Linked DNA regions of Mus musculus: all the other regions are linked to region 2. Evidence: chromatin contacts called from public Hi-C, HiChIP or PLAC-seq and promoter capture Hi-C data. All regions are on one chromosome and are shown on one strand. The core of a region is the stretch at or near the end of the contact, and the rest is flanking DNA. Distances in the headings are between cores, read along the strand shown. Region 1 holds the start of Snu13 (SNU13 homolog, small nuclear ribonucleoprotein (U4/U6.U5)). Region 2 holds the start of Rangap1 (RAN GTPase activating protein 1). Region 3 holds the start of Srebf2 (sterol regulatory element binding factor 2). Region 4 holds the start of Xpnpep3 (X-prolyl aminopeptidase 3, mitochondrial). Region 5 overlaps Xpnpep3 (X-prolyl aminopeptidase 3, mitochondrial).

Region 1 (6,203 bases), core at 3,220-5,719, 320 kb before region 2:
AAGCCTATGTGGGTTGGGGGGTGGGGTTCTAGCCTGGCAAGCATCTAATTGGAAAGCTACTATGGCCTTTAGCTGTGAGTCAAACCCTAAACTTAATTTCTGCTTCCCTCTGCATTGGTGGTCATAAGGTGGGCTTGTTGGCAATTAACTTGGAGACTCTGGATTTGTTGGGGTTAGCCTAGAAACTGGAGCTAGGCTCGGGTTTTGTTGGGGGAGATCGAGGAGACACTGGTCTTGTTGGGGGGTAACTTAGAAATCAAAGTTAGGTACCGGCCTGCTAGTTTACCTGAATTTAAGTTCTCTGAAATGCAGTCTGAACTTGAAAGATTTGGTCTCTCACCAGGAAGTGTTCATGAACCTCGAAAGGCCAATGCAATCACACAAGGATCTCTTTATTCACAAGCTCAAGCTTGGGGCTTAACCCACAAGACAGTTCCAGTGGAGAAAAGCCCTGAACACTCACTGGGACAAGGTTTTACAGAAAATGGCAAGCGAAGGGTGTGTCTAGCCTGGCAAGGATGGAATTGGAGGGCTACTGAGGCCTTTAACATAATTGGCATAACTTCTGCTTTCCTCCTGATTGGTGGTTGTTAGGCAGGGGTGGGCTTGTAACTTGGGGGTGCAGATCTATTGGGGGAATAATCTGGAGACTGGTGCTAGGCACAGGTCTTGGGGGTGGGGTCAGGTTCTCTAAGATGGAGTCTGAACCCAAAAATTTTGGTCTCACTCTCCCACCTATATGATACTAGACTGAACCTCCAAACCTGTAAGTCAGCCCCAATTAAGTGTTGTCCTTTATGAACTGCCTTGGTCATGGTGTGTCTGTTCACAGCAGTCAAACCCTAACTAAGACATGTGCTAAACAGGAATTAGTTAAACGGAATAAATCACTTTGTATTATATTTCTATAATAAAAAGCCCCAGACAGGATTCTTTGGAAAAGAGTATATTTTGGCTCATAGTGCTGGCCTTCTGGCTGGCAGAGTGTCAAGATGGCACAGAGCACCATACGGCAAGGGACAGTGGAAATACATATGTACAAATGTCTTCTCATTGTATACATCCATGAGAATACAGCTTATGCTCATAATCCCAGCACTTGGCAGGCCAAGGGAAAATCACTGTAAATCCGTGGCCAGCCTGGGCTACGTAGTAAGTTCTAAGCCAATGTTTTCTAGAATAAGACCCTGTCTCAAAAACAGGGAAAAACAAAACAAAACAAACAAACAAAAACCCTAGGGTGTGGAGAGATGGCTCAGAATTTCAGAGTACTTGCTGCTCTTAACCAGGACCTGGGTTCAGTCCCCAGCACCACATACCACCACACACCTTTAATCCCAGAACTCAGGAGGCAGAGGCAGGTGGATCTCTATGAGTTCAGTCAGCCTGGTCTACATAGGACTCCTAGGCATCTAGTGAGTTCTAAGCCAGCAAGATTACACTGGGAGACTCTGTCTCAAAAATGAACAACAAAGCCGGGCGGTGGTGGTGCACGCCTTTAATCCCAGCACTTGGGAGGCAGAGGCAGGCGGATTTCTGAGTTCGAGGCCAGCCTGGTCTACAGAGTGAGTTCCAAGACAGCCAGGGCTACACAGAGAAACCCTGTCTCGAAAACAAAACAAAACAAAACAAAAACAAAAAAGACAAAATGAATAAATTAAACCACCAGGATCCAATCACAAGGGCTCTACTCTGACCTAATGGGCTGCAGGATCTTAATCACTTCCCAAAGACCCCACCTTTAAGCCCTAAAATCAGATGGTAACCTACCCTCTTAGTTATACTTTTTGTTTTTCTGAGGCAAGGTCTCACGTAGCCCAGACTGACCTTCTATTCGTTGGGTAATGAGGATGACCTTAAACTTCTGACCCTCCTGAGCGATGGAGTTCTAGGTGTAACACGCCGGCTCCTCTTAATACTATCAGCATGATTTTAGGAATCAAATTTCTGTATGAATTCAGGGATATAAGACATACTCAAGCCATAGCATATTCTTAACAAGATAGTGATTGGCAGAAATGGTGAACAAACTGGCATGTGCTCAGTAAAGCAAAAGGAAGGAAGAACTAAAACCTGGGGGGGGGGGTGCAGAATGTGGATGGATGAGAAACCAGTAAGTCACAACAAGTATGTAGGACACATTTCTAAAATAAACTGGTTTCCAGAATATGTCAGCAGCTATTTAGTTGCTAACAAATTAGAAAAGGACGGGATGATTCTGAAAAAGAAAAAAAAAAACCCTCAGGGAACAGAATTAACTAGATAATTAGGTGGGGTGTTGATAGACTACCATGATCGTGAAAACAGCATGTCCTGTCTGGAGTAGTGGCACAAAGGCCTGGAATTCCAGCACTTTAGAGGTGGAGGCAAGGGGATTCCAAGTTCACAGAGAATCAGGAGCTTATTCAGAACAAGTTCAAGGGCAGCCTGGGAAACATAAGTCTCATCTTAAAGCAAAACATCCTAAATTAGAGAGAGAGGAGAGAGAGACAGAGGAGAGAGAGACAGAGACGGAGACAGAGGGAGAGAGAGAGAGAGACTTCCTTTGGTATTGGAACCACTGGTAAGGTATCCATGCTACCATAAGCACCCCTTAATGAAACCCATTGGGTCATAATAAAGAAAAGCATGCATGGTAGAACAAGCCTGGAATCCCAGCACTCAGGCAGCAGAGGCAGAGGCAGGTGGATCTCTGAGTTCAAGGCCAGCCTGGACTACAGAGTGAGTTCCAGGACAATCAGGGCTACACAAAGAAATCCTGTCTCAGAAAAAGAAAGGAGAGGAGAGGAGGGGAGGGGAGGGGAGAGGAGGGGTTTCTTTTGAAACAGGGTTTTTCTGTCACCACTGCCAGGCGAACTAAATTATCTACTCAGTCCCCAGAAATTCTTTTATCCCACTCACTCCCTTTTGAAACTGGGCTCTTTCATGTTCTTCCGTGAATTTGTGTTGACACCCCACTACATTTTGGAAACAGGGTTTCTCTGTGTAGCCCTGGCTGTCCTGGAACTTACTCTGTAGACCAGGCTGGCCTTGAACTCACAGAGATCTGCCTGCCTCTGCCACCCAAGTGCTGGGATCAAAGGCATGCGCCACCATTGCCCTGATCAATATTCTTAAAAAGTGTCTCTTATGTGTGATTGTTTGCCTGCATGCAAGTCTGTGCATCACAGTGCCCATGGATGCTAGAAGAGGCAGTTGAATCTTTCTGTAACTGGAGTCACAAGTGTTGTCAGTTGCCATGTGGGTGTTGGGAATTGAACCCATATCCTATAGAAGAGCAGCCAGTGTGCTGAACCAGGGAGGCATCTCGCCAGTCTCTAGAAATGTTCCCTCCTGTTGGCAGTTTGAATCCATGTGGTTGCCTGACCCCCAATGCTAAAAATCTCAAGGTCCGGTTTTAGCTTTGCCACTGTTTGATTCCTGACAGTGGGCAGGCTTCCCTTCTTTACACTTTGTTCTCATCTGTAAAAATGAGGAACTATTTTGTAAGGCTCTTAAAGGTCCTCCCAGTTCTCAGCTCTACAGTTGTGACACAATGAGCTGAAATTGGCTCTAATGGTGGGGTCTGGGCTAGATCCAAATAGCCCCAAGATGTGTTTGGCATCATGTTGGAAAAGACTGAGAAGCCACGAGGATCACGGAAGAGCTCATGGGAGGGAGCGCTAGACTTGAGTTTATCCTTTCATAACGAAGTTTTGGTGCATCACTAAGAAAGGGGCAAGATGCTCAGAAGAAGGAAGCAGGTGTCCTACATAATTACTCCAAACACAACCTCCCTGTCATTCACTAACTAGCCCCCTAGTCCAATGGCTCTTGACCTACCCATTGCTGCAGCTCTTTAATACAGTTCATGTTGTGGTGACCCCCAACCATAAAATTACTTTCGTTGCTACTTCATAACTGTAATCTTGCTACTGTTATGAATCGTGTCTTCCGATGGTCTTCGGCGGCCCCTGGGAAAGGGTCTTTTGACACACACTCCCCAAGAGACTCACAACCACTGCATTATTCCAGCTAATTGTAGAAATCAACCTCCGCCTGAGAGGATGGTTTTGAAAAGGGTACACTATGTACTCAGAAAAAAAAAAAAAAAAAAAAAAAAAAAAAAAGCCTGGCGTGGTGGCGCATGCCTTTAATCCCTGCACTTGGGAGGCAGAGGCAGGTGGATTTCTGAGTTCGAGGGCAGCCTGGTCTACAAAGCGAGTTCCAGGACAGCCAGGGCTGCACAGAGAAACCCTGTCTCGAAAAAAAAAAAAAAGCCTGGTTATGAAATGGCAACCCTCACAACCCGTTGTACTAGTGTGCCACTTCCCGAGTGGTTTATTCACAATCTTTTGCCGATCCTAACTAGAACGCTAATAAAATCTGAAAAAACGCATCTCCCACATCCAAAGATGACTTCAGCACTCTCTTCTTCCGGGAAGGGGGCGGGACGCCGTCATTGCGCGCGCTCTGTGGCGTCACTTCCGCTTCCTGCCGCTTCTGAAGTGATTTCCGCTCCTTTTTCCTGCGCGGCGTTTCAGTCCCTCTTGAGTTGGGCTGTCGTCGAGTCGCGGCGAGACCGGCGCACCGCAGCCATGGTGAGTGAGCGCGGCGGGCCGCAAGCACGGGGAGCGCGGGCCGCGGGCCCTGTTCGCTGCGTCTTGGGGGAGGTGGAGCGCGTGCGACATGTCGCCCGCCCCGAGATGGCCGACCTCCAGGCCCGGGGCTGGAACTCCGGCGGCCCGCGAGGTCGTTCCTGGGGCGGCGGAGTGGAGATCCCGGGCAGCTGAGGTCCCAGGTCGCTGCGGCCCGGTGGGCTTTGCAGCCGTGGGCGTGCCCAGAGGCCGCGGCGAGGGGACAGGCATGGCGCAGCGTGGGAAAATGAGCGCCCCACGTGGGATGGTGAACGCGTGTGGAAGCCCGTCTGTTCTCCTTCTCGTTTTCTTTCTCTTTTCTTTTTAAACACTGGGGGATGAGGTGAAATCCCGGGATGCGAGGCACTCACTACCCACGTCTTCTCCACTCCCGGGGTTGAGGAAGGGGATCGCCGTGGGGTCCGCAGCCAGGGTCTGTCGGGAACTAAGACTTAGGGAATTCGGGGGCGCTTTTTGGTTTAGTTTGTTTTTAGGGGCTCATGGAGCCCTGGTTGGCCTTGGAACTCTGTAAACTAAGCTGGCCTTGAGCTCTCAAGAGATCTGCCTCACCAGTGCTGGGATTAAAGGCGCGTACCATCGCGCCCTCCGGACTAGGTAACCACCACCACCCCACCCTCGCCTCCTTTTTTAAATTTGGGGTCACATGGAATGTGAAGGAAGCTCAGGAAAGGCTCCCACCATGAGAGCGACCGACGCCTTCAGAAATCCGTGGTCCTGGTAGCCCCACGTGGGATGATAGCGTTTGAGCGTCTCCACTTTGTGATGGTGTACAGGGCTCCGTTTGGCTGAGCCCTTTCAGGCCTGGTGCGATTTCATCCAGCCCTTGGGTGGTCGGCTTTGTTTTCGTGCTCCCACCCCTGAGGTTTAGCAACTACTGACCGAGTCTAGAGTTTGAGAGAGAGAGAGTGGCTGAGCCAGTGTTGAACCAGGGAAGAGTTTTGAAGTGCGGTGCTCTTGGTGAACTCTGCAGCAGTTTGTCTAGGCTGGGAAGTGGGGACAACGGGTCGCTTGTAGCAGGCGGAGTACAAACATGCATCGCTTAAGGACGGGCGAGTTCTGGCTTTGGACATGAGATCTCCCTGCCTTGGCCGGCCTCCAGAATGCTGGGCTTACAGGTGTGTGCCACTACACCAAGGCTGGTCAGTCATCATTCTTGGATCCTCCTGATTAGACCAGGAGGCTGCTGCCATAGCAGATGTACTGCTTGCAGTAACGTTTCTCTAATACACAAAACCAGGAAATATAGACTAGTAACAGAGCAGTAACATCAAACACTACATAATTCGATGTACCACCGATTACAACTATCCTACAGTTGATGAGTTTACAACATTAATAAGGTGTTTAGCTAGAACTTAAGGCTGCTAGTATCACTGGCTTCTTTTCAGCTCTGTTGGAATTTTAGGTTAAACATGCCCTTGTTGACAGAGTCATTTTTAGGCACTATTTGTCAAATCAAAAATCTTGTATGTTTCACTGTCAGGTAGATGCGGGGACCAAATTGATTAAGCCTAGGGATTTAAGTTTGCTAGCCTGGGCTTTTTAGCCAGCCTTGTCTCCAAAAGG
Region 2 (5,598 bases), core at 3,071-5,570:
AGGTGCCTGTTATTTTACATAGGTCAGTTTCTGATTGGCTGCTATGTTAGTCTCTTTATATTTGATGAGGCTTATCCTACCTTTGTCTGAGCCTTCTCGGATTGACCGCCTATTGTCAGGAGCTTCCTCCGAGGAACCGCTTCTGCTTCCCTGGGAAACCAAAACTTTTCTATTTCCAAGGTCTTTATTCCTTAGGGGACTTCCCAATGAAACTCCATCTTTAAACCTGACTGGCCTCAAACTCGGAGCTCTGCCTGCCTCTGCCTCCCAAGTGCTGGGATTAAAGGCATGCACCACCACCACCAGGCTGACTTTGGTCTTTCAAATAGTGCTAAGACTCTGAAAGTATATGGGGACTAGTTAAGTTGGACTGAATGCACTTTGCATTATGAGAAGGCAAGGAGCCTATGGGAGCCAGGGGGCTGGAAAGTGATGTTTGAATGAGAAATGCCTAGATCCATTTTGGGCATTTGAATCCTTGGTCCTCTACTGTGTTTGTGGAGGCTTAGGAGGTGTGAGCTTGCAGCAGGAAGTAAGGTCCTGGGAGAGTTTACCTACTGCTCCTGTCATTTCTAGTTCACCTTCTCTGTTTTGTGAGCTCATAAAGATCGGGGCTTTCAACATCCACTTCCTGCCAGTATGGTGTGCCCATTCCTCTGCTGCTCTTCCCCGACATCACAGACTCGTACCCCCCAGAACCATAAAACCAAAAGAACTCTTTCTTCTAGAAGTTGCCTTTAAAAAATAAACTTTAAAAATTTTATTTACATTGGTGCTTTGCCTCCACATATGTCTGTATGAGGGTGTCAGATGCCCTGGAACTGGAATTATAGGCAGTTGCGAACTGCCATGTGTATACTGGGATTTGAGCCTCGGTCCTGTGGAAGAGCAGCGAGTGTTCTTAACTGCTGAACCATCTCTCCAGCCCTAAATTGCCCCTTTTTTTTTTTTTTTTTAAATCACAGCAAGAAGCCGGGCGTGGTGGCACACGCCTTTAATCCCAGCACTCGGGAGGCAGAGGCAGGCGGATTTCTGAGTTCGAGGCCAGCCTGGTCTACAGAGTGAGTTCCAGGACAGCTAGGGCTATACAGAGAAACCCTGTCTCAAAAACAAAAAAAAACAAAAAACAAAAAAAAACCATACACACATACACACACACAAATCACAGCAAGAGAAAAGCAACTGCAATAAGCCCCTGTCTCAAGTAAATAAATAGACCACAGACTAGACATTATGGGGCACTTCTGTAATTTTAATATTTAAGAGCAAAGGGCAGAGGATCAGGAGTTCGAACTCATCCTTGAATTTAGATTCTCAAATGTGAGAGTGAGAAAAAAGAAAGAAAGAACGTCATAGGCCATTGAGATAAGTCACTGGGAAAAGCTGCCAGATGCCAAGCCTGAAGCGCGCATGCATACACACACACACACACACACACACATACATACACACACACACAAAATAAATGTAAAAAGTTTTCCTCACTGGAAGTAGTGGTAGTGGAGGAGGGCTGGAGAGATGGCTGAGTGCTGAAGAACACTGGATGCTCCTCCAGAGAACCTGGTTTCGATTTCCAGCACCCACCTGGTGGTTTGAGCCTGTCTATAACTCTATTTCCAGAGGATTTGACATCCTCTGGTTTCCATGGGCACAAGGTACAAGAAACACACAGATGTACATGAAAGCAGTACACTAATAGACATAAAATAATACAATTTAATTTTTTTGAAGAGGCTGAATATAGCATTCAGCATGTAGAACTTGCTCCTCTTCCAGAGGGACCAGGGTTCAATTCCCTGTGCCCGTGTGGCAGCTCACATCAAGTGTGCACCACACATACATAGTGGACAGATATCCGTGCAGCCAAAACACCCGTACACATGAAATAACAATCCTTGTAAAAGAGAGGAGCGTGACTTCACACACAAGATCAGCTAGTGACAGACAGACGACCGTAACACAGTCAATAAAGGAAGGCATTAATCACCGCTTCAGTTCTCAAGGTATTGCAGTGTGTTCATCCCCGCACTTGGGAGGCTAAGTCAAGAGATCTTAAGTTCTAGGACAGCTTGGGCTATGTTTAAGACTGATCTTGTCTAAAAGTAAACAATGTGCAAACCTTCCATAAAACAAACAAACAAACTTCATGCATACTGGAGAGACAGCGCTGACATTAAGAGCACATGCTGCTCTTGGAGAGGACCTGAAGCAATTATAACTAACATTTTCTTTATATAACGGTCAAAAAAGTTACCCTGGTGGTGGTGGTGGTGCACACTTTTAATCCCAGCACTCAGGAGGCAAACGCAGGTGGATATCCAAGTTCTAGGCCAGCGTGGACTACAGAGCAAGTTCTTGAACAGCCAGGGATACGTGGGGAAAACCTATTTTCAAGTATTATCGATTGGGGGCTGGAGAGAAAGAAAAAGTATAAGCCAGGCAGTGGTGGTGCACACCTTTAATCCCAGCACTTGGGAGGCAGAGGCAGACGGATTTCTGAGTTCGAGGCCAGCCTGGTCTACAAAGTGAGTTCCAGGACAACCAGGGCTATACAGAGAAACCCTGTCTCAAAAAAAAACAAAACAAAAAAAAAAACAACAAAAAAGTATATATATATTATATGTTTCTGCCTGCAAGTATGTTTGTGCCCTACATGTATGCAATGCATGCTGAGGTCAGAAGAAGGCTTTGGATCTCCTGGAACTGTAGTTCCAGACTTCTGTGAACTGCCCTGTGGGTGCTGGGACTTGAACCTGCGTCTTCTGGATGTGTGACTTACCTGCCGAGTCAACACTCCAGCCCTACTCCACACATTTAAAAAAAAATAATAATAATACTCTTTGAGGATAAGTTTTAAACATCATGTCTCTTTATCTCTAATCATTTCAGCAGTTTTCTCCAAGAAGAAAGAAAATATAGAAGAAAATACATGTCACCCCAATCTCTCATTCAACAATCAGACAGACAAGGATTCCATATAGAGTATTTTCCCACACACCCAGCATTCACTGATTTTTGCAGCATACAATGGTTGGGTGTCTGCCAAGGACATTAGAAGTACATGCCAGGAAGAGTAAAAAGACTTCTCTTACTTTATTTCACACTATCACACATACTCCACAGTACAAAAAGCAAAAAACAAAAACAAAAAAAAACCCACCTTATATTGATAGTAACACTTACTATACAGACACATTTTGCTAATTATTTTAGTATTGTCCTTTATAGCAAATCTCTGTTGCCCCGTGAAAGATGAAACCCAGGCCCGGGTATTTCACTTATTAAACATGTCTGTTTCATATTTATTTGTTTAATTTTTAGGGCTGGGGATGAACTCAAACTCAATGCATACACTTATCATTGAGCTATGCCCCAGAGCAACCGTTTTCCATAGTCTTTTTTGTTTGTTTGTTTTTTTCGAGACAGGGTTTCTCTGTATAGCCCTGGCTGTCCTGGAACTCACTTTGTAGACCAGGTTGGCCTCAAACTCAGAAATCCACCTGCCTCTGCCTCCCGAGTGCTGGGATTAAAGGCGTGGGCCACCACTGCCCGGCTTCCATAGGCTTTAAGGAGTAACATTCTTCAAATTGAATGGCACAGGAGAATTTGGAACAATACAGACCAGTTATTCTGGAAGATGGTTTTGGCTTTTGTTTCTCTCCTTTCTCTCTCTCTTTCTCTCTTTCTCCCCACCCTCCCCGGCTCTCTGTTTCTCCGTCTCTTTCTCTCTGATTTGATTAATTTTATCCATTTGAAGAATGGACAGCCATGCTGTGTCATCAGTGCGCCATGCTGTGTTCATATTGATGTTAATATGAACCAGTTGGTTAAGGCGATGCCTGGAGTTTGTCTCTATTACAAAATGACTTTCTCCATTTTTAAAAATTATCTTTGGAGTTTCCTTTCAATTTCAGGGGAATTAGAATTTGTTTTTAAAGTCATTTCTTTTAGCAAGTAGATCCCTATCAATGCTGAAGTGATCCAGTGATTCACTGTTTCGCCTTTGTCAATAAAGTTGCATGAATGAGCGCTAACCTCTACGGAAGGGTGCGGCTACTTCGCGGCATGGTCTGTCGGGATTTGTAGTCTGCGGGCGCTTCCGTCAAATACCATCCCACAGAGTACTGTAGAGAAAGAGCCAGAAGCCGAGAGGGCGGAGAGGAGGGTTGCGAAGTCCGAGCGCTCTGCATCATGGGAATTGTAGTTCATCGCGCGCGTCCCGCCATGCCAGCGCCGGAGGACAGGACTTCCTTTCCCAGTAGGCCCCGCAAGCCGGCCCGGCAAAACCCCGCTCCGGCTTGAACAAATCAAATCGAAGGAAAGAAACTGCCGGCTTTCAAAAATCCTCCTCCGCCGCCATAATCGCTGGGGATCGTGGAGCAGGTGGTGTGCACGAGCTAAACGAGGAGCCGCGGCAGCAAGGAGAGGCAAGCAGACTGGTCACTGGGCCTGGCCCCCACGCGGACTCTCAAGCAGTGACCGACGCGCGCGTTCCGTCCCCCCACGCCGCGGTGCCGCTAATTTGTGGTGAGTCGGGGCCCTCACGCTCTTCCTGTCACTTGCCTGGGCCACCAGGGTCTGGGTGGGGCGAAGCGATCGCCTTGCTTCTACCCTTTTGATCACGCTGCGCCCGGCTTTGGGGGATGGGACGCTGGGCGCCGCTGCCCCTTGTACGTTTGGGGAAACTGAGGCCTAGAGTGGCCACTAGCCACAGCTTCCTCTCGGCGGTGGCGCCTCCCGTTGCCATCCATCTCACCTGGAGGCGGTAGGAAGCCGGCTGGCGTGCCGGGTGGGGCTACGCAGTCCATCGTTGCCTACCCAGTCGGCCCACGTCCGCGCGGGAAGCCTGGCATGAGTCACTGCTGACGCTTGGCTGGGTCGATGGATGGCCGTGCACCTGAGGACGTCCCCCACGCGGCCGCCCAGGAGGAGAGGGCGTTTGTGTATTGACCGTTTGTGCCTGCTCTCTCCCAGGCCGTCTGCTGACCTTGGATAGCTCAATACCATCCCTGTTTTGCTTTGGTTAGTCATTCTTTAAAGTGAATTGGGGAGGGCTTGTGTGTGTGTCTGTGTGTCCCTTCCACCTGGAGCCCTACCTACCACCACCAGTTTTTAATCTCATTGTCCCATCGTGGAACTGTAAGAGGTGGCTGAATTCCAGATAGATTTTTACTCATCTTCGTGTTTGTTGGGTTTCTGGCCCGTGACAGCTGGCTAAGGTGCCTATTTAACCTACCAAAGCGGACATGGCCTCCAGGTTCTCCCAGAATCCCTCAGTCCCTACTTGAAGTTTCCAGTCCCGGGGCTGGGCTTGCTTCTCTCCCCTGAAGCTCTTCACTATATAATCCTGACATTTTGGTCTTCTCACTTACCCTTCCATTCCTCTGTCTGCATTTCTCTCACTTTCTGCATATGTGAGCTCGTTTTTCCTTCTCTCCCCCACCCCTCTGTCTCCCTGTTTGCAAGGCGACTTTCCTTCTTTGGGACCAGTGAACCCACTAGAGCGCTGTCCCCAATAAACCTGCCTTTATACTTTAATTTGGTTTGAACTAGCTTATTTGGTCTGAGGAGACTACCTCTCAGTGTTGTCATTCTTTG
Region 3 (5,625 bases), core at 2,143-4,642, 420 kb before region 2:
GAGACACTGCTGCAAAGAAGATGAAAGCCAAAACCTGACGCCTGAAGTCATACTGTAAGGGCAAAACAGACACCAACGCACACCTATGCCCACAATCAGAGGCACACACACACAAACCAAAAAAAGATAATGAAGCCAACAGTTAAAAAAATAAATAAAACTCCAGACTCTGGCATTGCTTCAGAGAGAATGACATTGATATTCTTCCAAAGGGCTTCATTCCATCACCTAATTTATCTAGGTTATCTCAGTCCCCATTATAAGAAAGTCCTTTCTTATTTATATAGTGTCCTGCTGAAATTGTTTATTTATTCTATTTTTTTTTTTTTTGGGCAGTATTGGGAATTGAACCTAGGACCTCAACATATGTTAAGCAAGAGTTCTACTGTTGAGCTGCCCCTCCCCCCTCCAGCATTCTTTTTTAGTTTGAGATGAGGGTCTCACTAAGTTGTTTGGGCTGGTCTTAGAACATGAGGTGACCCCTCTGCCTCAGCTTCTGAAAGCTGAGATGGCTTATGCTCCACTGTGCTCAATTGCATTGTCTTTGTGGTAGTAGGTATCAAACTCATAAATTTATGAATTCCAGGCAAGCACCCTGCCATGGAACTATATTTCCAGGTCAGTGACCATTTATTTTACCCCAAAGAAATAAGAACTTAGGGCTGGTGAGATGGCTCAGTGGGTAAGAGTACCCGACTGCTCTTCCGAAGGTCTGGAGTTCAAATCCCAGCAACCACATGGTGGCTCACAACCATCTGTAACAAGATCTGACTCCCTCTTCTGGATTGTCTGAAGTCAGCTACAGTGTACTTAAACATAATAAATAGATAAATCTTTAAAAAAAAAAAAAAAAAAAAGAAAGAAGAACTTAAAGAACGTAAAGCTCTCCGACTAAGAAGAGACCCTGTTGGTCTTGGACTCACAGCTCCTTGAGCTCCTGAAGGCAGCCATGAGACTTTTAGGCTTCCAGTTACAAAAGTGCATTCATATCACCTCTCCTCTTCCTCCTCTTGGATGCACATGGGCTGCTCACCCTGATCCAATCATGGAAACTATACCTAATACCGTTTAGTATCCTGTCCCAGGTACTCATACAGACATTCCATAAACAGTGAGCATTCTCACTGTCCCAAGGGCTGTTCTCGGTGCAAAGAACAGAGGGAAGAAAAAGAAAGGTGGTTTGTCCCCTTGTCCCGTCGTACCACGCCCCCCGCCCCTCCAGTAACCTGCTCAGGAGAACAGAGGGTTCAGGGGACACTTCCAACTAGCCCGGTGTCCTTAGCTTTGTTCAACTGGTTCTTCTTGTCTTTTAAGGTCAATGGCTATCTCCTTGGTGTGATCTTTCTGGTAAACTAGCCTTCAAGGAAGCTTTCCCACCTCTGACTTGCACTTGCTGCCCTAGGCACATACAAAACCCCAGGTGGTCCTAAAATTTTCCGTGAGACTTAGCAATCTATAAGGTTAATATTAACCGCTAAGATGATTTAATAGACTGAAAACGCAGACAAATAAAGATCATTATAAAATGTAAGTACAAAAAAAAAAAAAAAAAAAAAAAGACCAAGATGAATTTTCTCTTGTACCTGCTGGCAGGCAGTTTTAGACATCCTTACTGACTAGGGAACCCTGGGTATGCTAATGAACAGCGCTGGGCTTCAGTCCCAACAACGGTGAGGGGAGATGGCCAGTCTGACATCCATCTTTATCTGACAGGGCTGTGATAAGTATTGGGAACCTGTGTGAGTGCTTAACACTTTTATCTTGTACCTGGGTGCTCAAAACACTTTAGCCACTCCCACGTTCCAAGGAGTAACCCCTCCCATTCGTTAACCTATCTTAGTGTTTAGCGATCCTTGGTGGAAGAATCTGTGGTTAAAAGTGGAACTTCCAATACACGGGCTTGTCACACTGTCTGGATGACCAAAATGAGAAGTAAGGGCGAACCCTAAGGGAAAAATGCTACAAAATGCTACAAAAGCAAAACAGGCACCTGGCCAACACCTTCTTTAAACAACTGTTGTCACTCCTTTCTCCACGAGAGAACCTTCTACCTGCTTCTTCGCCTGCGAAGCGAGGATGTGGCCATCACATCTGCCTGCAAGGTTCTAGATTCTAGGTGTAGTAACATTCCATAAACTGAGTCACTGCCTAGGAGTTCTGGACTCTCTAAAGTAAGTGACCTTAAACGACACCTCCGGCAAAACTGAGCGATACCCAATTCAGCGGGATTGAATAAATGAACTAACGCAAAGTATTTGGGACTGAGAACTTCAGAAGAGCCCTGACTACTGAGAATGACTTAATTACTAGCCTATTTTTCTTAAAGGTGGAGTGGAAAGAAACTAATAGTGGCTCAGAAACAGAAAGAACTGGGCTTTGTTAACCAGCATGATGACCGCGGGCAAGTCTGGGACCCTCTCCAAACCTTCCTTCCCGTGGCTGAAAAGTGAGAGAATTTTAAGAGAGGTTCCCTGGGCTCCTACCAGTTCTTCCACTTCGCTGTTAAGGCCGCCGAAACAAAGGCCACCAGCTCCCTAGTCTGTACCCGAGGGGCCACAACTCAAAATTCTTGCTGCTCAACTCCCTTTGCAGTGCGACAGCAGGAGCGCCCGGGTCTCCATCCAAGGCCGCCGCACTCTGCGGTCTCTGTCCACTCCATCAGTAACTTGCTTTTTGCAGCTGTTGCCCAAAGTTTTCCAGAGCGCCCGCAGACCCGGCTGTCAGTCAATCCCGAAAAGAGCGGGGGCGTGGGGGAGCCGAGCCCGGGAGCGCAGTCCGGGAAATCCCGAAGCCGCTCCAGTGGCCAGGCAGGGAGTGACAGGTGCGACGCGGGACGCCGGCGAAGACCGGACAAACCAGAGCGCGTGTGGGCGCGCGAGGGAGGCAGCCGCCTCGCTTTCTCCTCTGGCGGCACTCGCGACGCCCCCAGCCCCGCTTCGGGCCCCGCGGCGCCCACGACTCCTCAGCCACCGGGAGCCCTGCGTCACGACCCGGGCTCAGACTCTGGAGCCAGAAGAACTGGGAACCTCCCGGGCAGCCCGGCCCCCGCGGGTTCCTTCCCGCGCACGCCGGGGCGATCGCGGGGTGGGCGCACGCGCACCCGCGAGCGCCGCCGTAACCCCTTCCTCCCCGCGCGCCCCCCGCACTCCCACCCAGCCGCCGCCACTCACCGTCGATGTCCCCGAGAGTCAGCTCATCGCCCAGCTCCGTGAGGGTCTCCATGGTCTCCAGAACGCCCAGCTCGCTGCTCTCATCCATCGCCCAGCTTGGCGCAGAGTCCCCCGTGAGGTCCAGCTCAGGGAGACGCGGAGGCGGTACCGCCGCCACCGCCCATGACACCCGACAGCCCCCACCTGGTACCGCCTCACCGCCCCGTGCCAACCGCCGCCATGTTTGAGCTGCGCCCCGACTCCACGGAAGGGGCGGGGCAGAATTCCCCCGCCCCGGGCCGCGCCCACTGCAGCCCCGCCCCGAGCCTCCGCACCCCCAAGTTTGTTGTCAATGGGACCAGGCTTGCATTAGCCAATCGGCGCGCGAAGCGGCTCATGGGGTGATGGTGCGTCATCGATCAGCAGCTCAGATTTGCATAGCGGGACTCCGCCCCTCACGGCATCCAAGCGCCAGCGGAGAGTAGCCGCCGGGTCCTCGTCCCAGCCTTCTTCTGGCTTAAAGGAGCCGCTACTTTTCCGTTGGATCAGCTCCAGGAGCAACTTTGTCGAGAGCCCGGAAATAGAAGGGTTAACGCACCGCTGTCCGGCGCTACCTTCTACCACCGCCCCCTTTACTCTAGGAGCACATTACGTCATCTCCCCAGTTGCCTCTTCCCTCCCCCTAGCTCTGGGTAGAATCATAGTACCCTAACATTCTGGGATAGGCTATCCAGACCCTAAGTCACACTTATCCCATCCGAGACTTAACAGGGTCTTGAGATCACCTGAGTATTGTGAACATTTTACAACTGGCCCTCAATTTTGGGAAACCTCGATCATTCTAAGGCCTTCAGACAAGGTCATTTGTTCAATGGTCTCTCCAGGTGAGGCCCCACTCCTGCAGTCACCTCACTGCATCATCTTACAGGTAGTCGGTCACACTGCACACAAAGGTGCACGCTTCCAAGAACTTATCCGAAGAAACAAAAAGATTAGTGTTCCGAGGAATGCTATTAAGTACATGTATTCAAAGACATTCATCACAAAGTTCTCTAACGGGAAAACAGTAACACAGTAAGGCATCAGGTACATAAATTACCTCCAAACAGTAGAATATCAGGGCATCGTTAAAAAAAAGAAATGCTGGAATGGACATCTGAGAAAGGACCTAAGTGTATACTGAGAGGAAGAAGGTTTTCATGGCATACATAGGAAGAGCTTCTTGTGAGTCTGAGGCAGTTGTTCTTAGGGGGTCAGAGCTGAAGGCTCTGTGGGGAGACCTGCATATCCAATAAGCCACTTCCTGCTCCTGGGCTGGCTAAGCAACTGTTTGCTGATAAGCCTGGTTTGTCATCTTTAAAACAGCACAAGACCACAGTTGTCATTGTCACATTTATTTGATTTCCGTGGCAAGCAAACAGCTCTTAACTTCTGGGATGAAGTGTTCCAGCAGGCTCTGAGGGGGAAAGGGTCTCCAGTGAAGGTATTGCAGCTCTGAGAGGGAAAAAGATCCTGGCAATCAGGCGCCTGGGAATACCCACAAAGTCACATCACAACAAGTCTCACAGGAGAGATTTACTGGGAGAGGCGCCTCTGCTGGGGGACAAGAAATAGCAAAGAACTGAGCAAGAGACAGGGTTTCTAGGTGGGGTTGGGGAAGCTGTCCAGAGTGGCCTGAATTTTTTTTGTGTGTGTGAAACCTTGCCTCAAAAAAACAAAACAAAATCAAATCACTAAACAACAAAAACAAAACAAAACACACACACACACACACACAAGACAGACTAGCCAAGGAAAAGTAAAGATAAGATGAGACTAACAAGGGGCTGGATATCACGACTCTGGCCTGGGGCCAGCAAGATGGTTCAGTGCGGTGCTTTTGGCTAAGCCTGCTGACCTGAAATCAACCCCTGGGACTCACATAGGTGGAGAGACCTGATTCTCAGAAGTTCTCTGACCTTCATGTGTGTGCTTAGCAACTGGCCTGGGAAAGGACAAAAGGAGGCTCATTAGAAATGGTAAGGTGGGTGGGGGGAGGTGCTAGAGAGATGGCTCAGTTGGTTAAGCACTGACTGCTCTTCTAGAGGTCCTGAGTTCAATTCCCACCAACCACATGGTGGCTCACAACCATCTGTAACAGGATCTGATGCCCTCTTCTGGTGTGTCTGAAGACAGCTACAGTGTACTCATATAAATAAAATAAGTATATCTTTAAAAAAAAAAGAAATTGTAACAGGATGGCCACCACACTGGTCCCACACCTCAGCAAAAAAGACATCTCCCTCCAGCTTTGTCCACATAACTGAATGTCCCTTCAGCTGGCACCTAGCTCCCACTGGGATGACAGCTTGTCACACTGTACAAGCTACTCCTCAGGAGCTAGGTTGTTATTCGAAGAGACTGTGCTAAGTGACTGTTACATCCAGATACCTACCATGGATTGGTACATCGTAGAAATATTTCTCATTGACTTCCT
Region 4 (5,345 bases), core at 279-2,778, 330 kb after region 2:
ATGCACCCTCAATAGCTAACTCAAAAAGTTCCTGGGTGAAACTGCACTTTCCGGCTCATGAAATGAGAAGTTGCAAAAGGATTCTACCGAGCAGAATTAAGACAAAGAATTGGTATAAAAGACTGGACACAATCACATAACAAACATCTGGCTTAACTGTGTTTCAGTCCCTCAGTCCCTCAGTGGTAAAGATTCAATGTCACTCCTTCATTGAAGCTAAAAAAACCGCAAACCATTTAGTGGTAATATAACAAGATGCTGAACTTACTTTTCCTCAGAAACAAACTATAATATATTTACTAGATTTTTTTAATGTGTTTTAGTCCTAAAGCTGGATCAAGTCAGGATTTACACGAAGCTACAAGAAAGTCAACGATCCGAAACAAAAAGCTGGTTCTAGTCTAGTCACAGTCTGTGGCCTGCCACATTTTCATTCATTTCCGTTAAAGGCACATCTTAACTACCAGGATTACAGAATAGGCTCCGTGCAATGGTGCAGTTTTAAATAGCGAATCCAAGTATCACATGCAAATATCAAGATCAATTTTAATGTCAAATACCCTATTTTCTGGTTCAGATTTTGCACACCTCGTCTGAAGTATAATCCAACATTAGGTCTCCTTACAAAGTAGGTGACTCACTCTCCAGTATAAAATTTTATGTTAGGTTAATTGCTCACCATATTGTACACGGAGGGTTCACATTCTCCGTGCTCTATCACCTTGACTGTTTATGTAAGACTTAGGCACGTCCCTCGCTTAGTTCTTTACAAACTGAATTGCACAAAGCATTTGTTTCTAGACGTGTTTCTTCTCTCTCTTTCTCTCTCTCTCTCTCTCTCTCTCTCTCTTTTCGAGACAGGGTTTCTCTGTATAGTCCTGGCTGTCCTGGAACTCACTCTGTATTTGGATCAGGCTGGCCTCGAACTCAGAAATCCGCCTGCCTCTGCCTCCCAAGTGCTGGGATTAAAGGCGTGCGCCACCACAGCCCGGCTCTATCTTTTGAGCTAGCTCTCCGATGAAACCTATGAAAAGGCGAAAGATTTACCCTGACCTAACACACACACACACGCTACTTGACATTAAACAATTTAGTCAAGTGTGATGATAAAAGCTACCAATTTAGAATTCGAGTAACTTTGAAGACAATCCCTTGGAGTTCCCTCCTCTTCAGTCACTCCAGCTTTCCCAGAATAACAGAACCTAAAGCCCACTCTTTCCCAGAGCAATCGATCAAAAGAAAAATCCGTGGGTGGTGAGGGGGGATCAGGTGCCGATTGGTGAAGAACCACGGATCATCAACTTGTAGCTCTTTGGGCTGCTTTAGGCTTTCTCCAAAGGAAGAACCTGAAGGGGACGCCGGCAGGAAAGACTCTAACCTGAGAGGCCGCGGAGCCTTGCTAGAACGGGAGCCAGCTTGGGGGTTGAGAGCAGAGACGGCATGGCCTGTAACCACTGGTCAGGAAAAGTACAAACTCTGGGGAAAGCCACTAGCACAGCCGCGTCGCCAGGAAACCAGTCAACTGCTCGGCCCCTTCCGGCAGGCGCGGCTCGCGGGCTTTCTTCCCGGGGCGGCGCAGAGCAGTGACGTCACTCGGCTAGGTTTTGGGCGCGCCGGCCCCACGGGCATTTATTTATTTTCCCCCCTCCTCCATGCGGCGTCTCGTTCTGCTTAATGCCCATCTTCACAGAAGAAATATCTTATTCCAAATGTCTCCCTATGTCCCGCTTGAAAGCGCACAGACACAAGGTCCTTCATCCATCCCGGGGAATTAGGTCAGAGGAAAGAATCCGAGTGAGACTGTTCGCCGATCGAAGCAGGCATTGTCACGGGCAGCTACACTTCTAGAAGGTTCTAGGCGGAGCACAGGTCCAGAGGTAGGAGTGGGAATGAGCGAGCGAAGGCCCGGGGTCACGAGGCCGTTGGGGGGGAGGAGCCAGCGGCCGGGGAGGTTCTAGTCTGTTCTGCCTCGCGGCAGCCGCCCCCTTCCACTTGGTCACGTTGAGCCGCTCCCGGGCCTGGCATCGTGCCTCCGCAGCCGCCCACCGCCTTCAGCTTCCAGCCTCCCACCATGGATCCCCGCAAAGTGAGCGAGCTTCGGGCCTTCGTGAAGATGTGTAGGCAGGACCCGAGCGTCCTGCACACCGAGGAAATGCGCTTCCTGAGGGAGTGGGTGGAGAGGTGAGAGCCCTGGGCCCCGTGGACCGTTGGGGACGGAAAGTTGGGGGTTGGGGAGTGGGCCCCGAGCTGGCGTAGGGAGGAGGGGAGCGGTTCTAGGCCCCTTCGTGGCTCTTAGTGGCTTCGAGAGGTTCTCGGAGGGATCTGGAGCGTTGGGCAACTTAGGGGTGGAAAAGCAGAGGTTAGAGTTGGTTCCCCCCCACCCCCCGCAGTTAAGTCTTTATGGGGGTGTGTTTGGGTTGTGAATATTTGAGCAGTGGAAATAATGCGCGAACGAAGACAAAGCTTTTACTAAGGGATTGTTTTTCTTGAACCTGGCGTCTTGTTTAAGTCGCATTGACCCATGTGTCGTTTAAAATATTAATAGTGGTAACTTATTTATTCTATAACTTCAGTTATCTGTACTTGGCCTTACAACGATTTTAATTGCATGGAATTTTGTTGGGAATTATTTATACCCACGTTAGTTGTAGCGCTGTCACTTCAGCTACTTTAGGAATTTTTTTTTTTCCTTCAAAGACCAGTGTGCTTGCAGGACTAACTGGAGAGTATTTCGCCTGCGTACTATGATTGTTGTGCCAGCTGCTGGGAAACAGTATTACTGGGGAATTGGTTTCTCCTTTTTGTTGTTTTAGTCTCGTTGATAAAAGATTTTAAAGACAGAATTAGAAGAAAGCTTAGGCACCATTAGAATTTGAGGGTGAAAAACGCAACAGTACAAACAAACTAAATCTCTACAGCTGCCAAGGGGAGGGAGGATGTTAAGTCATGCTTTCTGAATTAGGGTCAGCAATGGAAGCTCACCAGCACTTGTAGAAATGGGGGAGGGTCGGTCTTCAGAGAAAGTGCATGTTTAGGGTCTTTGGTTAATATAAAAAAAAAAGAGATGGGGAAAAGTAAAGTTTTATATATTTTTCAATTAGAACTTAGAAAAAACAAGCAGGCTGAGCCATGAAGGTCTGAAAGCAACTGTGTGGAGTGAAGGACTCAGGGACTGTATAAGCACTTTACTTCTTTAAAGATAATTATTCCAAGCTTTTTGCATATCTTCTGGTAAATCAGCCTTTCTGAGAGGTTGTTTTCTGGCCAGGTGATTGCAAGTCCAGATAGATTAAGGGAAGGAGCTAATAAATAATGTGTAAGTTTGTTTTTTTTTTTTTAAATTTTTTTTTTTTTTTTTTTTTTTTTTGCTGGTTGAGAACTTGCTATGTAGCCCTGACTGGCCTCAGGTTCACAGAGATTGCCCCTGTCTCTGTCAACTATTGGGATTAAAGACATTTGCCAACACACCAGCTATTTTATTTTTCAAGCTAGTTTATGTGTAGTGGGTGTTTTGCATGTATATGTATGCCTGATGCCCAGGGTTGTAAGAAAAGAGTATTCAGTTCCTTGGAACTGGTGGTTGCAAGCTATTACTGTGGGTGCTGAGAATTGTACCCTGGGTCTCCTGGAGGAGCAACAATTATTCTTAATCACTTAGTTATCTCAACAGCCCCAGTATGTAACGTTTTGGGTGGTTTAGAATACAGTCTTCTCAGGGAAAGGTGGACTAAGAGGAAGTGGCTTAACTTTAATGAAGCTCAACCCCTGATACTCTTCACCTAGAAAGGACCCTTTTATATGTTTAATTTTTTTTAAGATGTATTTATTTCGTGTATTTGCTTGCACTTTAATAAGCCAGGGTGGGGAATCTGATCCTTTGGAACTGTTGTCACAGACAGTTGTGAACCATCATATAGGTGCTGGGAAATGAACTTGGGGTCTCTGAAGAACAGCAGATACTCTTAGTTGATGAGATGTAATCTCCTTAACTCTCACAGTATTTAAATCGCATCAGATGGCAAAGCTAATGCTGCTTTCTCAAGTCTAAGGCTGATTGTGAGGGAAGAGGTCCGTCTCATGTCAGTACAGCTGCCTAAATACTGTTTCAGGGCACAGAGAAATGATACAAAGTTTGTTTTTATAATTATGTTTTAATAGTTTAACAGTTTACATATTGGAGGAGACTCCTCGGGGTTAAAAGGAGGGCCACAAATGTTGCCTAGGAAGGGATTTTTTTGGGAAAGTACTTCTAGTCAGGTGGTAGTGGTAGTGTCACAATGCTTTTAATCTCAGGACTTTGTTGGCAGAGGCAGGAGGATCTCTGGGTTTAAGGCCAGGGAGTTCAAAAACAGTCAAAGCCACACAGAGAAACCCTGTCTTGAAAAACCAAAAAGAAAAAACCCTAAGGGGGTTTAAGGGGGAGGCTTAGCGTTGGTTCCAGCATACCCTTCCCTGCCCAGGAAAGCAGCCTGCTAGCTGGGATTGTTAAGGAGGAAAAGTGGGTCAACATGTGCCTGAGTTCCTAGTTACTCTGGAGGTTGAGGCTGCAGCAGCCATGATTCTAGGAGTTTCAGACCAGCCTGGCCAAACATAGCAGGACCCAATTAAAAACTGGTCCCTCCCCTCCAGAATAAAGAATAAAACAAAACCCCACACATTAAAGCTGTGTTTCAAGAGTGTGGATAGGCACTCCTTAAGACATGAGCAAAAGCTGGTGGGGTAGTTTTCTTTGGGGTAAATGGACCTGGTGATTACTAAAAATGCAAAATATTTTAACAAGCATATTCTCAGGAATAAAAGAAGTCAGTGATGTGTGCTGGCATTCTTCAAAGCCTGTTGAGCTTTTTTTTTTCTTTTCCTTTCTCACTTTTATAGCTGTTGTAGGACTTTTACTCATGTTAAGAACTTACAAAATAACTATAGTAACTATTAAAACAATGGAGGAGAACCCTAGGTATGCTTGTATAATATGGCTTTGAGTTCTGGTACATACCCTTTAATAATCCTATGTTTTGAAGCCTTTGCTTTCTCAAAAACAAAAGATGCATAAGTTGCCATTAGATATTTGTTAGGACTAGGAGTTGAGGACTAGCTTTTAGTGGCTTTTCCTAATGAACAGCCTGCTAACCCAAAAACTTAGGATATTTGTGTTCTTTCAACCACTCATATCTTGTTAAATGAACGTGAGTGTCAGTGGCACATGCCTCCTTTAATCCCAGCACTTGTGTGATAGAGGCAGGAGGATCTCTGAGGTCAGCCTCTGGTCTACACAGAGAAACCCTATTCCAAAAAGCCAAAACAACGACAAAAAATTTTCTGGTATGTAATAGACATACCAAAGGAAG
Region 5 (6,139 bases), core at 2,920-5,419, 280 kb after region 2:
AAATATATTATATATAAAGGAACCAGAAGATTATATAAATGTCTTTCCTTGCCTAAAAATTCTATTAGAACAGTTATTTAGCTAAAATAAAGTATGAAGTCAGCTATGATGGCATTTCCTTAGAAGACTAAGGAGGGAGTATCAGTGTAGGCTAGATAATATGTTTATTGTAATATGTTTACAATAAACAGTTAAGCCCCAACTCAAGAAAACCCCAAAAATGAATTAGAAAAAAGACAATGTATTACAGCATATTCATAATATTGAGGTATTAGCCAAAGCTACAGAAACTGTCACTATAAAGTTCTTTTCCCTCAAATAAGCTATTAAAAAAAAAGGTCTAAATGTATATAAAAGACATTAAGGGGCTGGAGAGAAGGCTGAGCAGTTAAGAGCTGACTGCTCTTCCAGAGGACTGGGTTCAATTCCCAGCAACCACACACAACTGCCTGTAACTCCAGTTCTATAGGATCCAACATCTTCCTCTGGCTTCCACAGACACTGCACACATGTAGTGCACAGACATTCATCAAGGCTGAACACCCATACACATAAAATAAAGATTAAAAAAAGATTAATGTACATTTAGAAAAGTCTAGATATTCCAGGAACTTTTTCTAACAGTCTCACGTAGCTGAGGCTGGCTTTGAATCTTCTTTTGTGCTGGGATTACAGGCATGCACCACTATGCCTAGTTTCCAGACACTCTTCCTAAATCTCAAGTCAAACAGACGTCAGGACTTTGCACAGTAAAGAACCTCCAAAGTAGCTGCTATGGTAGCATCCTAGTACTCTGGAGGCAGAGGCAGGCAGATCTGAGTTCAAGGCAGCCTGGTCTACAGAGTGAGTTCTAGAAAAGCCAAAGCAACACAGAGAGATCCTGTCTGGAAAAAACAAAACCAACCAACCAAATAACCAACCAGCCAGCCAACCAACCAACCAACCAACCAACCAACCAACCAACCAGCCAACCAAACAAAAGAACCTGAAACCATCCCCAGATGCTCTTCAATAAAAAGCCTGGCAACTGTAGTGGCCATTACTAACTGGAGCAGCCTCCACTGCCACAGAGCAACATGACTGACTGCTTCTTCACGGGACAGGAAGAGGCATTTCTCAGCCCTAACACACCTAATTCAGACTTTGGGCTTCGATCTCATGATGCCAGCAGCCTCATCTTTAATCGTCAGCCCTGCTAACCACTGAGGCCACACTTCACTTCTCCACTCTGCCTACTAGGCAGGCACTTCCTCGAACCAGGTAACTGTCTGTGGGAGGATAGCTCACTATAGGTAGCAGGATGTTGCAACCCACCACTACTAACTATGAGACTATTATGAGTTGGCTCTGGCAAAGGTAGGATTAAAAAAGATTTATTTCTTAATATCGACTTACAGAAAGTATTTGCCATCTGTTGTTTATCGGAGGAGTCAAATTAAACAAACTGTGATGTTAAATAAGAAAGCTCTAGACAAACCTAAACATTTTATGTTACGTAAATAAAAATAAGCAATGTATACTTTGGGATTAACCCATCCCTTACCTGGTTCAACTGTGATCACCATTCCAGGCTGCAGAGGGAGTGACCGAGGCATGTCTGGAGTGTCATGGACATCCATCCCGAGGTAATGGCCAACATGATGAGGGCAGTATTTTCGAGCAGCCTGGAAAAGATAATTACCACAGTATCATCAGGACAATGAATGAGCTCTTAAGGGAAAACTGGCATGCATAAATCAGTGACATGTGATGCTAACTGTCAGTTTCTATGATTTATGTTTAACCTATCCTTAAGGGACCTGACAAACTGCAACTCTTTGAGGTGTGTGGTGTGTGGCGTGCATGTGTGTGCCTGTGGAGGCAGGGTGTGGTGTGTGGTGTGTGGCGTGCATGTGTGTGCCTATGGAGGCAGGAGTCGATAGTGGATGTCTTCCTCTACAGCTTCCCTTGACTTTTTTTTTTTTTGGTTTTTCGAGACAGGGTTTCTCTGTGTAGCCCTGGCTGTCCTCGAACTCAGAAATCTGCCTGCCTCTGCCTCCCAAGTGCTAGGATTAAAGGCATGCAACACCACACCCACCTTCCCTTGACTCTTGATTGACTGGTTGGTTGGTTGCTGGTGCTCTTGTGTGGATGCACATGCCTAACGTGTGTGTGGAGTTAGGAGTACAACCTGCTTTCTCCTGCCAAGTAGGTTCTTGGGACTGAACTCAGGTCATCAGACTTGGTGGCATGTGACTTTATACATGTAACTATCTTTTTTTTTTTTTAAAGATTTATTTATTTATTATATGTAAATACACTGTAGCTGTCCTCAGATACTCCAGAAGAGGGCATCAGATTTCGTTACGGATGGTTGTGAGCCACCATGTGGTTGCTGGGATTTGAACTCGGGACCTTCGGAAGAGCAGTTGGCCCTCTTAACCACTGAGCCATCTCACCAGCCCTACATGGAACTATCTTGTCATCTGCTCCCCACCCCTCCAAGCTGTGTTTTTTTAAGACTTCTTGGTGAGCTTGAAGCTCAATGGCTGGCTAATTAGGTGGTGAGCAAGTCCCCAGAGGTTCCTTTGGTCTCTAGCTCCCAGAGCTGAGACTTTGGGAACAGGCTGCTGTGCTCAGTCTTTTTGTGTATCTATGTGTACTTTGTATCTATCTCATGACCTAAGAGGCCTGAAGATGGTATCAGATCCCTTGGAACTGTAGCTACAGATGGTTTTGAGCCTCTATGTGTGTGCTGGAACCCGAGTCCTCTGGAAGAACAGCCAGTGCTCCCAAACTCAAACTCTGGGCCATCTATCTAGCCTATACACCTACTTTCCCCCCCACCCCCAAACAGGGTTTCTCTGTGTAGCCCTGACTGTCCTGGAACTCACTCTGTAGACCAGGCTGTCCTCAAACTCAGAAATTCGCCTGCCTCGGCCTTCTGAGTGCTGGGATTAAAGGCGTGTGCCACCACCGCCCGTCTACACCTACCTTTTTATGTGGATGCTAGGGATCTGAAGTCAGGTCCTCATGCTTGTGTTAGAAAGCACTTTACCCACCTAACCATGTCCATGTCTGGCAAACTGTTACTTCCTCAATCCACACTTACGATACTGCTTTCCACCTCACTGTCAAATGTATTATGCACAGTATAGTATACTGTATAGACCACTGTCAAATGCATTATGCACAGGCTAAGGAATTCCAGTGGATTTGCCTACCACACATCCTCTATTTGATCCCCAGCAAAGGGGTGGGGAGATTGCCTTTTTTTGGGAAAGGAAGAACAGCAATGTTCTATTATCCTTACAATTTATATGTCTTAAAAAGGAAGACACAAAATATGAACCCACACTTAGAATCCTAACTCTTGGTCTGTGGAGATAGGAGGATCAAGAATCCAGAGCCATCCTCAGCTGCTGAGTTCAAGGCAAGCCTGGGTTACACAAGAACTTGTCCCCACCATAAATGCAATAAAAAAGACATACATCTCTCCTGGGTAGCCTACTCTACCCATGTCAAGTTGTAGAGTAGGCAGGACTCTGTGTTTACTGGTATGGATAGTTCTGTTAATTAAAAATTTGTTGGCTTGGTTCAGGGAATTTATAACTTCTTTTCTTTGGTAATAGGAGTCCTGGAAGTGTAAATTTGGAAATGGAGGCTGCCTAATGCTTGTGTGGCTCAGGGTCTGCAACTATAATGGATGTCATACATTTAGGTGTAGACAAAACTGGGCGTTTTGTAAAGTTTCAATAGTGTAACTGAGCCAATAAACAGCCTCCCTTCTGACCTCCAGAACCCCAGCAAAGGATTAGGAGTTAACCCTCTCTCCTTGTTTGTGTTCTTCCCACTCTCTGCCTGTATAGACTTCATCTTGTGTCTGAGTACTGCACTGGCTCTCTAGCAGGCAATGACTCAGAATGTGCTGCCATCTTCTGGCAAAAAGAAGTACTGACTCCCTTTGTTTTAATCCAATCCATGTTAAAGCTAAATCCACTTTACAAAGAATTAGCTTTTCCAAGCAGGGCAAAAACTGAGCAGCATGTTGCTGGCCCTTCTGAAGGACTGGCGTGAGGAGGGAGGTACCTTGAAGGCGCTTTCCTTGCTGGTCTTTGTGATGCCCAGATCCTTAAGCTTCTGTCCTATCAGCGTCAGCATCATGCTGTAGATGTTCTCCAAGCTCGTCCCAGGGGAACACAGAGTCAAACAAGCTCTTTGGATTTCCAGAACAGCTTCATAGAGCTCTGCCTGAGGGGCGGTGAATCTAAGCACAGGAAAACCAAGGAAAGTGAGCTATGTATCCAGTAGTCAGGCCTGGCCGCAGCGTTTTACCAGCCAGCCATCTTGCTGGACCTTCAGTAGTTTCTTAAGGTGGAAGTTTAGACATTACTGACTTAATCATTCCCCCATCCCTTTTTACTTTTTATTTCTTCCTAGTGCTGCAGTTTAAACCCAAAGCCTTGTGTATACTAGGCAAGTACTTACCATTTACCTTTCCAGGTTAAACATTTAAGGTTTATGAACTTCTCAGCTGGGCATAGTGGTATAGGACCCAGTAATCCCAACACTCAGTAGGCTGAGGCAGGACTGTATCTTTAAGGCTGTCCTGGGCTACATGGCATGTTTGCAATAGCTTGGGTTACTTAGTGAGATCCTGCCTGAAAGAAAAGTCACACATTTCCCTTCAGCTTTATTTCCCTATTATCCACACAGAGTATCTCCATTACGACACAGAGTGTCTCCATTACTACACAAAGTATCTCCATTACTACATAGAGTGTCTCCATTACTACAGAGTATCTCCATTACTACACAGAGTGTCTCCATTACTACACAGAGTGTCTCCATTACTACACAGAGTGTCTCCATTACTACACAGAGTGTCTCCATTACTACATAGAGTGTCTCCATTACTACAGAGTATCTCCATTACTACACAGAGCGTCTCCATTACTACACAGAGTGTCTCCATTACTACACAGAGTGTCTCCATTACTACATAGAGTGTCTCCATTACTACAGAGTATCTCCATTACTACACAGTGTCTCCATTACTACACAGAGTATCTCCATTACTACATAGAGTGTCTCCATTACTACAGAGTGTCTCCATTACTACAGTGTCTCCATTACTACACAGAGTGTCTCCATTACTACATAGAGTGTCTCCATTACTACAGAGTATCTCCATTACTACACAGAGTGTCTCCATTACTACACAGAATATGTCCATTACTACACAGAGTGTCTCCATTACTACACAGAGTGTCTCCATTACTACAGAGTATCTCCATTACTACACAGAGTGTCTCCATTACTACACAGAATATGTCCATTACTACACAGAGTATGTCCATTATTACACAGAGTATCTCCATTACTAGTCCATCCCAGACACACTGTAATTTACTTTGCTGATGCCTTTTTGCTACTTTGTCTTTTTTTTTGTTTTTTGTTTTATTTTGTTTTATTTTTTTGGTTTTTTGAGACAGGGTTTCTCTGTGTAGCCCTGGCTGTCCTGGAACTCACTCTGTAGACCAGGCTGGCTTCAAACTCAGAAATCCACCTGCCTCTGCCTCCCGGGTGCTGGGATTAAAGGCATGCACCACCACGACTGGCTGGTTCTGATCATTTTAAAATTAGAACCTCAGAATGTAGCCCAGGCTGGCCTTGAACTCTTTAAAAACAATATATAGTCTATTGTGATTGCTGAGATCCAAAAGGCAGTCATATGACACAGTATTATGTGCAGTAACTGTGAAAGCAGGGGAGCAGGGTGGTGGGAGGATATAGGGGACTTTCAGGATAGCATGAAATGTAAATGAAGAAAAATATCTAATAAAAAAAAGTGCGGGCTGGTGAAATGGCTCAGTGGGTAAGAGCACCCGACTGCTCTTCTGAAGGTCCGAAGTTCAAATCCCAGCAACCACATGGTGGCTCACAACCATCTGTAACATGATCTGACGCCCTCTTCTGGAGTGTCTGAAGACAGCTACAGTGTACTTACATATAATAAATAAATAAATCTTTTAAAAAAAAAAAGTGCAGTAACTGCAGAGCCATCATTAAGCCCCTGGGCGTTAACTCTTTATCAAGTTAAAGTCTTCAGCTTCTCAACTGCACAACAGGGGTCCTCTGGAAGAAAAAGCAAGAACTC

Evidence for each region. Promoter capture Hi-C pulls out the DNA fragments that hold promoters and counts their contacts. Hi-C and Micro-C count contacts between places; a contact is called where the count stands out from the background. HiChIP or PLAC-seq counts read pairs in DNA pulled down with a chosen protein or histone mark.
Region 1: a promoter capture Hi-C map of liver shows a contact between it and region 2. The contact joins the promoter of Snu13 here to the promoter of Rangap1 in region 2. A contact is called at or near these places in 10 of 39 promoter capture datasets (the C10 cell line, the HPC-7 cell line, cranial neural crest and 7 more), 2 of 484 Hi-C or Micro-C datasets (CD4 T cells and embryonic stem cells) and 4 of 115 datasets of contacts at active chromatin or transcription factors (embryonic stem cells and microglia).
Region 3: a FOXA1 HiChIP or PLAC-seq map of pancreatic cancer cells shows a contact between it and region 2. The contact joins the promoter of Srebf2 here to the promoter of Rangap1 in region 2. A contact is called at or near these places in 3 of 115 datasets of contacts at active chromatin or transcription factors (embryonic stem cells, microglia and pancreatic cancer cells).
Region 4: a contact with region 2 is called in a promoter capture Hi-C map of the HPC-7 cell line. The contact joins the promoter of Xpnpep3 here to the promoter of Rangap1 in region 2. A contact is called at or near these places in 20 of 39 promoter capture datasets (the 3T3-L1 cell line, the C10 cell line, the HPC-7 cell line and 14 more), 6 of 484 Hi-C or Micro-C datasets (CD8 T cells, LSK cells, bone marrow-derived macrophages and 3 more), 17 of 115 datasets of contacts at active chromatin or transcription factors (the 230-238 cell line, the SCID.adh cell line, Th17 cells and 11 more) and 5 of 9 other capture datasets (adipose tissue, embryonic stem cells, liver and 2 more).
Region 5: a Hi-C map of bone marrow-derived macrophages shows a contact between it and region 2, with 26 read pairs. The contact joins the enhancer-like site here to the promoter of Rangap1 in region 2. A contact is called at or near these places in 1 of 39 promoter capture datasets (cranial neural crest), 1 of 484 Hi-C or Micro-C datasets (bone marrow-derived macrophages), 12 of 115 datasets of contacts at active chromatin or transcription factors (the 230-238 cell line, the SCID.adh cell line, acute myeloid leukemia and 8 more) and 3 of 9 other capture datasets (adipose tissue, embryonic stem cells and liver).

Annotation. Positions count from the first base shown.
Region 1 is chr15:82,045,864-82,052,066 of GRCm38.p6, reverse strand. Snu13 (SNU13 homolog, small nuclear ribonucleoprotein (U4/U6.U5)) reads left to right here and starts at 4,469. Exons shown (of 3, transcript NM_011482.4): 1 at 4,469-4,580. The coding sequence starts at 4,578.
Region 2 is chr15:81,728,641-81,734,238 of GRCm38.p6, reverse strand. It overlaps Rangap1 (RAN GTPase activating protein 1), which reads left to right and starts at 4,320. Exons shown (of 16, transcript NM_001146174.1): 1 at 4,320-4,527.
Region 3 is chr15:82,145,036-82,150,660 of GRCm38.p6, reverse strand. Srebf2 (sterol regulatory element binding factor 2) reads right to left here and starts at 3,392. Exons shown (of 19, transcript NM_033218.1): 1 at 3,171-3,392. The coding sequence starts at 3,258.
Region 4 is chr15:81,396,321-81,401,665 of GRCm38.p6, reverse strand. It overlaps Xpnpep3 (X-prolyl aminopeptidase 3, mitochondrial), which reads right to left and starts at 1,528. Exons shown (of 10, transcript NM_001347075.1): 1 at 1,379-1,528. The coding sequence starts at 1,442. It overlaps St13 (suppression of tumorigenicity 13), which reads left to right and starts at 1,972. Exons shown (of 12, transcript NM_133726.2): 1 at 1,972-2,181. The coding sequence starts at 2,072.
Region 5 is chr15:81,446,426-81,452,564 of GRCm38.p6, reverse strand. Xpnpep3 (X-prolyl aminopeptidase 3, mitochondrial) reads right to left here. Exons shown (of 10, transcript NM_001347075.1): 8 at 4,069-4,246; 9 at 1,544-1,664. Among named protein-coding and RNA genes, the nearest start is that of Rbx1, 17 kb to the left of the region's middle. Within about 2 kb of position 4,169, at least 16 of the 459 cell types and tissues checked have an H3K27ac peak or open chromatin away from gene starts, as enhancers often do. A contact at or near this core is called in acute myeloid leukemia and bone marrow-derived macrophages, where this site is marked.